Linked DNA regions of Pan troglodytes: all the other regions are linked to region 3. A link is a contact called in public Hi-C data. All regions are on one chromosome and are shown on one strand. Each heading gives the region's core, a stretch centred on a gene start, on an enhancer-like site or on the middle of the called end of the contact. The rest is flanking DNA. Distances are from core to core; before and after follow the strand shown.

Evidence for each region. A called contact is a pair of places that touch in the nucleus more often than the background predicts.
Region 1: a contact with region 3 is called in a Hi-C map of stem cell-derived neural progenitor cells, with 4 times the contacts expected there. The contact joins the promoter of FMNL1 here to the enhancer-like site in region 3. A contact is called at or near these places in 5 of 7 Hi-C or Micro-C datasets (blood, induced pluripotent stem cells, a lymphoblastoid cell line and 1 more), 1 of 1 datasets of contacts at active chromatin or transcription factors (stem cell-derived excitatory neurons) and 1 of 1 other capture datasets (stem cell-derived neural stem cells).
Region 2: a Hi-C map of stem cell-derived neural progenitor cells shows a contact between it and region 3, with 4 times the contacts expected there. The contact joins the promoter of HEXIM1 here to the enhancer-like site in region 3. A contact is called at or near these places in 1 of 7 Hi-C or Micro-C datasets (stem cell-derived neural progenitor cells) and 1 of 1 datasets of contacts at active chromatin or transcription factors (stem cell-derived excitatory neurons).

The regions. Positions count from the first base shown.
Region 1 is chr19:22,615,128-22,617,827 of NHGRI_mPanTro3-v2.0_pri, reverse strand. FMNL1 (formin like 1) reads left to right here and starts at 1,329. Exons shown (of 26, transcript XR_010152820.1): 1 at 1,329-1,974.
Region 2 is chr19:22,689,231-22,691,930 of NHGRI_mPanTro3-v2.0_pri, reverse strand. It overlaps HEXIM1 (HEXIM P-TEFb complex subunit 1), which reads left to right and starts at 1,359. Exons shown (of 1, transcript XM_511566.9): 1 at 1,359-2,700.
Region 3 is chr19:22,440,822-22,443,521 of NHGRI_mPanTro3-v2.0_pri, reverse strand. It overlaps ARHGAP27 (Rho GTPase activating protein 27), which reads right to left. Exons shown (of 20, transcript XM_016931597.4): 15 at 2,686-2,700; 16 at 2,505-2,603; 17 at 2,225-2,302; 18 at 2,001-2,135; 19 at 1,762-1,867; 20 at 1-1,658. The coding sequence ends at 1,481. Among named protein-coding and RNA genes, the nearest start is that of ARHGAP27, 38 kb to the right of the region's middle. Within about 2 kb of position 1,416, at least 7 of the 24 cell types and tissues checked have an H3K27ac peak or open chromatin away from gene starts, as enhancers often do. A contact at or near this core is called in stem cell-derived excitatory neurons and stem cell-derived neural progenitor cells, where this site is marked.

The DNA of each region.
Region 1 (2,700 bases), core at 80-2,579, 170 kb before region 3:
CTCACCTTGGAGGTCCTTGGTCAGGCCATGAAACCAGTGATCACATCTCTCACCCATCTGGGGTGCTGGTGACCTTAGCAGAAGAAAGGCTTAAACCAGGTCAGCCTGGGGGAAGGGGCTGGCTCCTTCCAGGGTCTTCCTCCAGATTAGATGTTAACTTTCCGTCTCTTGCTTAAAGTCTTGTCAGTGGCTCTGAATGTGAGGGCAGAAGGAGGAGGATGCTGTCAGGGGAGGGGACACTAATGGCTCCTGACCTGGCCTAGAGATAATTCGGGGCTCCTTCAGCGGGCCCTCCCTCCTCAGTGCCCTGGAAGTGTAGGGAGGGGTCAGTTGGGGATCCCCACAAATTAAATGAGGAATGAGAGGAGCAACTGAAAGTCAAATTCAGGCTGTAGATGGGACCCCAGCCCCCCATACTCTCCCATCCTACATGAGATGGGCAGTGGAGGGCCAGGACAGCAGTGTAGGTTTTGGAGGTAGACAGTGAGGAGGCTTGCTTCTGTCCTTTGTTAGCTGAGTGCCCTTGGACAGCTTACTTACCTACTCTCTGCCTCAGTTTCCCCATCTCTAAAATAAGGCTACCAATACCTACCTTCTCTGGCCATTGTCAGGATGAATGAAAGAGCTCTGAAAGTATTTCTGTAATTAGCAGACATCAGAGATTGTTATTCTCCAAGGTGAGAGGCCCCCCTAGATCCCTGGCGGTGACAGTGTCAAGATTCTTTTTCCCTCCTCTGCGGTGCCCGCTCCTTTTCCAGCCTTGTGGCTGGCTCTCATCCTCCTTTCCGCAACCCCCCACTCCTCCTTGGGACCACCTTGGCGGGCCCAGCTTCTCGCAGCCTGCCATATTCCATAGGTGCCCCCATTCTAAAACCTGTAGGGGTGCCCTGCACAGGCGCACGGTTGGTCGAGGTGGGACAGGTGGCGGGGGTCTCCACTGGCCTGCGTCCGCGCCCCCCACCCTGTTTAGGAGTTCCTGTTTGGAGATGGCTCCCCCTGGTCCTCAGCTCGTCTCTGGGCTAAGCAGGGGAGGAGAGAAATAAAAGGTGGGGGGCCTGGAAGGGGGTTCCCACCTTCTCAGTCCGGGACCCGAGACGGGAACGCAGCCCTGGCGCGCCAACGCTGCACCACCGTGGGTCTCCGAGCCGTGCTCGCAGTCGCTGAGATCCTCGGTGCGGAGAAGATGTGCCCCTCCGATCCCCAAGCCGTGACCCCCCTCACCCAGACCCGGCCAATCCCTCGCCCGAGGCGAGCGGGAGGATGCGGTTCTAGGACCCGGAGGCGCCGCCGAGCGCGCCGCCGCCTCGGCCTCGCCTCGGTGGCCTCCCGCTCCGGCAGGTGAAGCGGCGCCGGCCGCCCCCTCTGCGGCAGGTGAAGCGGCTCGGCAGCCCACTCCCCGCCCGCCATGGTTGCGGGGGTCCCCCGGCCAGCGCCCGCCCCCTCCCTCCAGCCCGCCCCCCTGGGGCTGGGTGCCCGGCGGCGGCGGCGAACTGCGGTTTGCGCGCACGGGGAGCGACAGCAGAAGTTCGAAAATCGCCGAGGGGGGAGCCAGCGCCGCAGCTTCCTGCCCCCGGCCCAGCCCTCTGGCCCCGGCGGCCTGCAGCCTGACTTCCTCCCCCAACCCTGCAGCTCGCCGCCCGGTCCCACGGACGGGGCCGCCCCGATGGGACGCCGCGCTCCGGCCCCTGCGCGCCGCTGAGCCGAGCGCCCCCGCCGCCGAGACCCCCGCCGCCGCCGCCAGCCGCTGCCCCCTCGCCCCCGCCCGGGTCGGGAGCCTCGTCCCCGTCCCCCGGAAAGCTGGATTTCCGAGGCTGGAGGCGCCTGGCCGGCTGGGTGGGGACCACCATGGGCAACGCGGCCGGCAGCGCCGAGCAGCCCGCGGGCCCCGCCGCGCCGCCCCCCAAGCAGCCCGCGCCTCCCAAGCAGCCGATGCCCGCGGCCGGAGAGCTGGAGGAGAGGTTCAACCGCGCCCTGGTGAGTGCGACCCGGAGGCGGGTCGGGCGCGGGCGGGGGGCGGCAGGGGCGCGGCAGGGGCTGGGCGCGCGTCCCCGCCCCCGGGGACTCAGGTGCCGCTTGGAGATCCCCGGTCCGGCAGCTGCCCCCTCCGGGAGGTGGGAGCGACAGTGGCCTTTTTTTCAGAGTGACTTAGCACTCTCCCCCCAAAACTTTTTTCAGTTATCGCCCGGTCTCCCTCCCTAAGACACCTCCACCCCAGCTGGGTCTAAAGGTCTAAACAAGTCTGTCCTGTGAAGAAGTTGGGAGCGGGGCACGCACAGGGGTCCCGGGTCGCCCCCTTCCCCACTGCACGCAGGCCCAGCCACCGGGCGCGGGTCTGGGGCATCTGCCTTTCTGTGTCTGGAGTCAAAGATGAAAGGGTTACAACCTCCCGGGAGCGGGAGACCTGCTGGAGGTGTTGGGTCCTGATTTGTTGGGCGCCTGGGCTGCGGGGAATGGGGTTGTCGGATCATGGCCAGGAGGTATCTGTGTTTCTACCCCGCCATATGTCAGAGCCAGGGTGCCTGTGGGTCTTTATCTTGGGGCATCCTTTCCAAGCCACTGAAGGGAGTAAGATGAGGGAGGGTGGGGTCAGGACGGGTGGGTCGCCCAGGCTAGGGGTGGAGCAAAATCTGGAACCACCCCCCTCTGTGCCTACCTGGGGAATTGGAGCGGGGTCGCTGGGGAATAGGTCTCTGGGAGGGA
Region 2 (2,700 bases), core at 110-2,609, 250 kb before region 3:
CAGCCTCCCGGAAGTAGCTGGGACTACAGGCGGGCGCCACCACGCCGGGCTAATTTTTTGTATTTTTAGTAGAGATAGGGTTTCACCATGTTAGCCAGGATGGTCTCAATCTCCTGACCTCGTGATCCGCCCGCCTCGGCCTCCCAAAGTGCTAGGATTACAGGCGTGAGCCACCGCGCCCGGCCCCCTTGGGGAAGATTCTTAACTGCTCTGGGCTTGGGTGGCCTCTTTTGTGAAATAGAGTTGATCTCTTTTTCATAAGGCAGTCCTGGGGTTTACCAGTGATGGGGCATGTTAAATGCCTGGCAAAGGGTTAGAACCCAGCTAACAGTAAGGTTGCCTGGCCCCTTGACAGAATTCTAGAATTCCACAACCTATTCGTCAGTCCACCTCTCCCCCAATAGAACACATGAGACCATACAGTGGAGCCCAGTCCAGGACACTGAGGCTAGGCTCAGCAGTGCCTTCCAAATGCCCTGACTGGGGGTACCCCAGAATCCTCTGGAGTCTGAAGATGGGGTAACAATTTGGAGGTCTCTGTGATAACTCTCTGTGATAACCAAGTTCTCTGCAAAATCCCTTTTTCCTCCAGGAGTGCTCTGAGGGGCAGTTCTTGCTCTCAGGAAGCCTCCTAAGGGATGAAGCCACATGGAGTGGGGAACTTTTCAGGTGGACCCGAATTCTTGGAAGCCCAGACAAAACAAACGAAGGTGTTCATTTTCAGAACATATAGCTGTGCCCAGAGGCCCGCGTGCTTGCGGCTCCCCTTAGAGGCATCTACACTGGCCATGCCCATCACCACTGGCCCCCACCCCCGATATCTCACACTGCCCAGAGCCACCGAAGTCCCAGACTAGCCCTTTCCTGGCACATGATGCTTGGTCTTCCTAAAATGCCCCTCTTCGTGCCACTTTGCCTGAAAGCTCTTCATCTTTCAGAGCCAGCCAGGAAGTCACTTGCTCCTGACACTTGTCCATAATTCCCAGCTCCCATGCACTCGGCTCATCAGCTCCCACCGGGATTTCCCTCACTTGCCATTTAGGCTGGCTGTGGTCTGATGGCCTCTCCACAGTCCAGGAGCAACTTGAAGGCAAGAATGGCATCCCACCCCTCTTTGTACCCTCCTGTTTGTCAAATGATATAGGGGCTGAATAAGGTTGAAGTTGTTGGGAATAAAAAGAACGAAATCCAGAGTTTTCCCCGATTTTAAGAAAAAATGGGTTTTGTGTTTGTGACAGAAAGAAAAATGGCATGGGGGGGTCACAAAGACCAGCGCTCTAGCCAGAACTGCCCCATGGTTGTCATGTGACCTTGGACAAGTCACTTATTTTCCAGTGTCTTAGAGATGCCTTATCTGTAAAATGGAGACACTCATTCCTATCGTGTCTAACTTGCCAGGCTGTGGTGAGGTCACATGGTTCTGTGCGTAAAAGGTGCACAGTGCAAACGTGCTGGAATGTCAGGGATGCTATTAAGGAAGCAATAAGAAGAAAGGGTCACTGGATGTGTGGCGAAGGAGAAGTGGAAAGGGCGCCAAGATTTTAGGCCTCAGTGACTGGTATGGAGGGTTCTCTGGGTCCTCTCAGTCCCTGTTTATGGAGGGCTGGGGGCTTGGGTCTAGAGAATTTCTCTGAGAAACTACGCCCCCGGGGGAATCGGCCCCCCGAGCCCTGCGCCAGAATCCCCTGCCGCAAGTTTCGGAGCAAGGCCTCCTCCATGCTTCCCTCCCAGTCTTGCCCAGCGCCCACTGATGAAGAAGGGCCTCTGCGGGTGAGACCTGCTTCCCTCTCGGATAGCCAGGGCTGATGATTTCAACTCATTAATCATTCCGAACTCCTCCCAACAAACAGCCTCATGGCTGTCCCGGACCTCCTCTGTCCCGGCTCAGGAAATGATCTCGGTCGGAAGTGAAAAGACCAAATCGGCCCCAGGAGGCCATTTTCTTCGACAGAAGCTGAGGCGTGGGGGCGAGGCCTTCCCCCGCTTCCCCCTCCACTCCCCCGCCCGCCCCCGGCCCCGGCTTTCCGATCTCGGCCCAGGGAAGAGCCTTGGTCGCGAATCACCAGTTTGCATTTGCCCCTGGGGCGGGGGCGGCTTTCTGAGACCAGGCTGGGGCTGGGACTCCGCCACCTTCAGCTAAGGGTACCGAGGTCAGTCCGGGAGTCGGCGTCACCGGGACTCGAACCCGCGTTTTCGTCTTCCGAGGCCTAGTGCGAGCCTGCGGCGCTAAACGCAGTCACACTGTCCCTTTAAGGCGGCACTTTTTATTCTTCATTTGTTTACTTCTTCATGCGCTTTTCGTTCTTTACAAAATGTGCTCGCGATATCCTTCCGCAAGTGTCAGTCTCAGGCACTCACCACCCGCCGTGAAGCCATTTCTATGATCTTAAGACTCGCGAGTTAGCAGCCGTGGGCCGACGTCTCTCTTTATAGGATTTAATTCTTTTACATTTTAGGGACTACTTTTTAGGAATAAACCATTCTTGCGTTAGTTAATAAAGGTTCATAACCTTCGGAACCCTTCCGCTGAGAACAAAATACGATAATAGCCTTTATAACGCACCTTTTCATAAAAATATTCTGTGTGGACTCTCATAGGCCATCGAATCTTCTCGTATTCCTGAAACAGAATGGTACGGTCCAGAACCCGCCCCATCTTCTCTGCGATTGGCCGTCCTTCCTCAGCGAGTCGTGTGATTT
Region 3 (2,700 bases), core at 167-2,666:
CGGTATGAGGCCCCTGTGTGTACTCTTGCCCTGGCCCTGTTGGCAATGGGGTGGGCTTGGGTCAGCCTCACCCATCAGACCACAAGCTCCACCAGGGCAGGCAGCCCATGCAGTGCCCCTGCCCAGAGCACAGCACCTGGCACAGAAGAGCAGACAATAAATACCGGCTGTGAGAAACAAATGGGATAATCCAAGCCGAATGCTTGGCATGGTGCAAATGTCCAATAAATATCAGCTGTCATTGTCTGTTGAATAAATGAACAGGTGGGTTGGTGGGGCTGGGGGCCAAGAGCCACAGGCTGAGGTGGCTTGTGTCTGAGGAGGGAAGGGACCCGCTGTTCCCTGGGGTTCACGCTTCCTTTCTTGAGGTTGTGTCCTCCTTCCCCACACCCTGCAGGCCTGCCCAGCTCTTCATGGCAAAGCGGGCCCCAGATGGGCGTACTTGTGTGTCAGAGTGCCAAGAGGGGCTGGGAGCTCCTGCTAGGGCTATGTCCCCCTCCCCTAGGACAGAACAGCTGGGACAGTTTCCCTCTTTGCCTTCAGGGGCCTCCCCAGGTCCAGACAGAACACACCCAGCTTAGTTCCTTTCTTTTCGCATAGGCCCAAAGGTTGGATGGGTGGTAGCTGAAAGAACTGATTTTCCCCCTACCCAGGCTGTACTCTGGTGTGGGAGGAGCCTTTTCTGGGGAATGAGGTCACTCACTGGACCTTGAGCAAGTCACACTGCTGCTGCAGGCCTCAGCGTCCTTGTCTGTAAAATGGGATGGTGTGTGGAACTGGTGCATGCCGAGCGGCAGATGCAAGGTGTGCACTTGGTGAATGGGAAGAAGCCTTGCACAGAACACCAGTGGGTCAGGGACAGCAGAGGCCCGGGACCCCCAACAGGAAAGCAGATGAAACTGGCCCACAGCCAGCCTGTGAGAGGCTCAGGCAGGAGGTCATCCCTGAGGCCTGAGGAGGATAGCTTCAGCAGCCCACGCTGAAGGCTGGGTCAGTCCTGTTTCCACAGTGGGGAAGTGATCACAGCTGCTTCATGACTGGCACAGTGCCAGCACAGGGCCAGGGCCCACAGGGTCTCTGTGAAGGCCTCCACGAGGTGAGGGCCAGAAGCAGCCAGGAAGCCCTCCATCAAACTCCTCCTCCCAGCACCTACCATTCCAGAAAACAAACTCTCACCCCCACACACGCTATCGCACACGCACAGTAGGCGCGATGCAACAGAGAAAAAACCTAATTAACCCCCAAACAGGACGTGACGGGAAGGGAAGGGGGGGATGGGGAGTTGGGAGGAAGGAATCACATTTTGCAAACTGCCCACTAGGGGTCACCGTACCCTCAGAACCGAGGGTGCAGAAGTCACACCGGCCTGCAGCTATGCGCTGGCGGAGGGTCCCAGAGAGAAGAAGGCCCGGCTGCGTGGCCTCCGCCGCCCAGCTTGTGTGGCAGGACCGCGGCCGCCGCCCCAATCACAGGCCGGCAGTCATTGCGGCGGGAAGATGTCCGCGCACTGCTGCAGGATGAGCTCCACCACCTGGTTCTGGAACACCATGGTCATGGGCATGCTGGTCTCTTCCACCTCGGGCCGCAGCAGCGTGGGCCCGAACACAATGGCCACGCTCTGCACCGACATGCGGTTCTGCTCGCCGTGCTCGATCACCCTGTGGCAGGGGTGGGTGGGTTCAGGGCTCCGAACTGCGGGGAGGCGCTGGGGGCTTCAGCCGGGACCTGCCTCCCCCTTCCCGCGCGGGCCGCCCGGCTCACCGGCAGAGGTGCTGGAAGAGCATCCGCAGAGTGTCGTGGTTGGGGGCGGGCAGCGAGCGCACCAAGTCACGCACACAGCGGCTGCGCCGGGCCTGGTCCTGCAACTCTGGGTGAGGGAAGGTTTAGAGGGAGGGAGTCGGAACGGGAGGTAGGGGGTATCGGCTGGGCGAGGGGAGCCTGCTAAAGGGGTGCCCCGCCACGCCCCTACCCCATCCGCCCCACCTGCCCCAGGTGCTCACTGATGGCCGCAATGAACTGGCGGAAGTGCGAGAAGGGGAAGAGGGGCTCGGGCAGCTCCCGAAAGAAGAGCTTCAGGGCTCCGGTGATAACGTGGACGTCCTCCCAGCGCCCGTCATCCAGGTCAAGGCGCTCATCTGTGGCGGAGGAAGGGAGGAGGACGGAAGGGAAATCAGTACCCCTTGCGCCTTCAGGCCCTGGGGCAGGGGTTGGGGACGGGCCTCACCGTGGTCCACCTTATAGCGTAGCTTCTGGATGGTGGCCAGGTTTCCACTGATGCGGTACAGCCCGTCGATGTCCAGCCCTGGGCCAGAGGGAGGCGCTGATCCCGGGTTCAGGGATGGGGATAGGGTGGGGCTACGGGTCCCTGCTATGACTCCCACTCGGGGCCTCCCGTACTTTCCCCCTGGACCCTGCGTCCATCCAGGGGTCTCCAGCCTGCGGTCCTGGCAGGAGGCCTGCGGGCACCCCAATGCCTGCCGCCCTCACCCCCGCAGCGCACGTACCGCGGGCCTCGACGGCGCGGATGCACTGCTGCACGAAGCGTGGCACCCGGCTCCTCTCGCGCTCACACAGCGCGGCCAGCGCGCAGCCGAACACCTGGTCTAGGGCAGAGGCTCATCAGCTCCTGCCCAGCCTGCGCCCCGTCCCGGTCCCGGGTCCCCGCCCCCCGCAGGCCTCGGGTACCTTTGATGTAGCCCT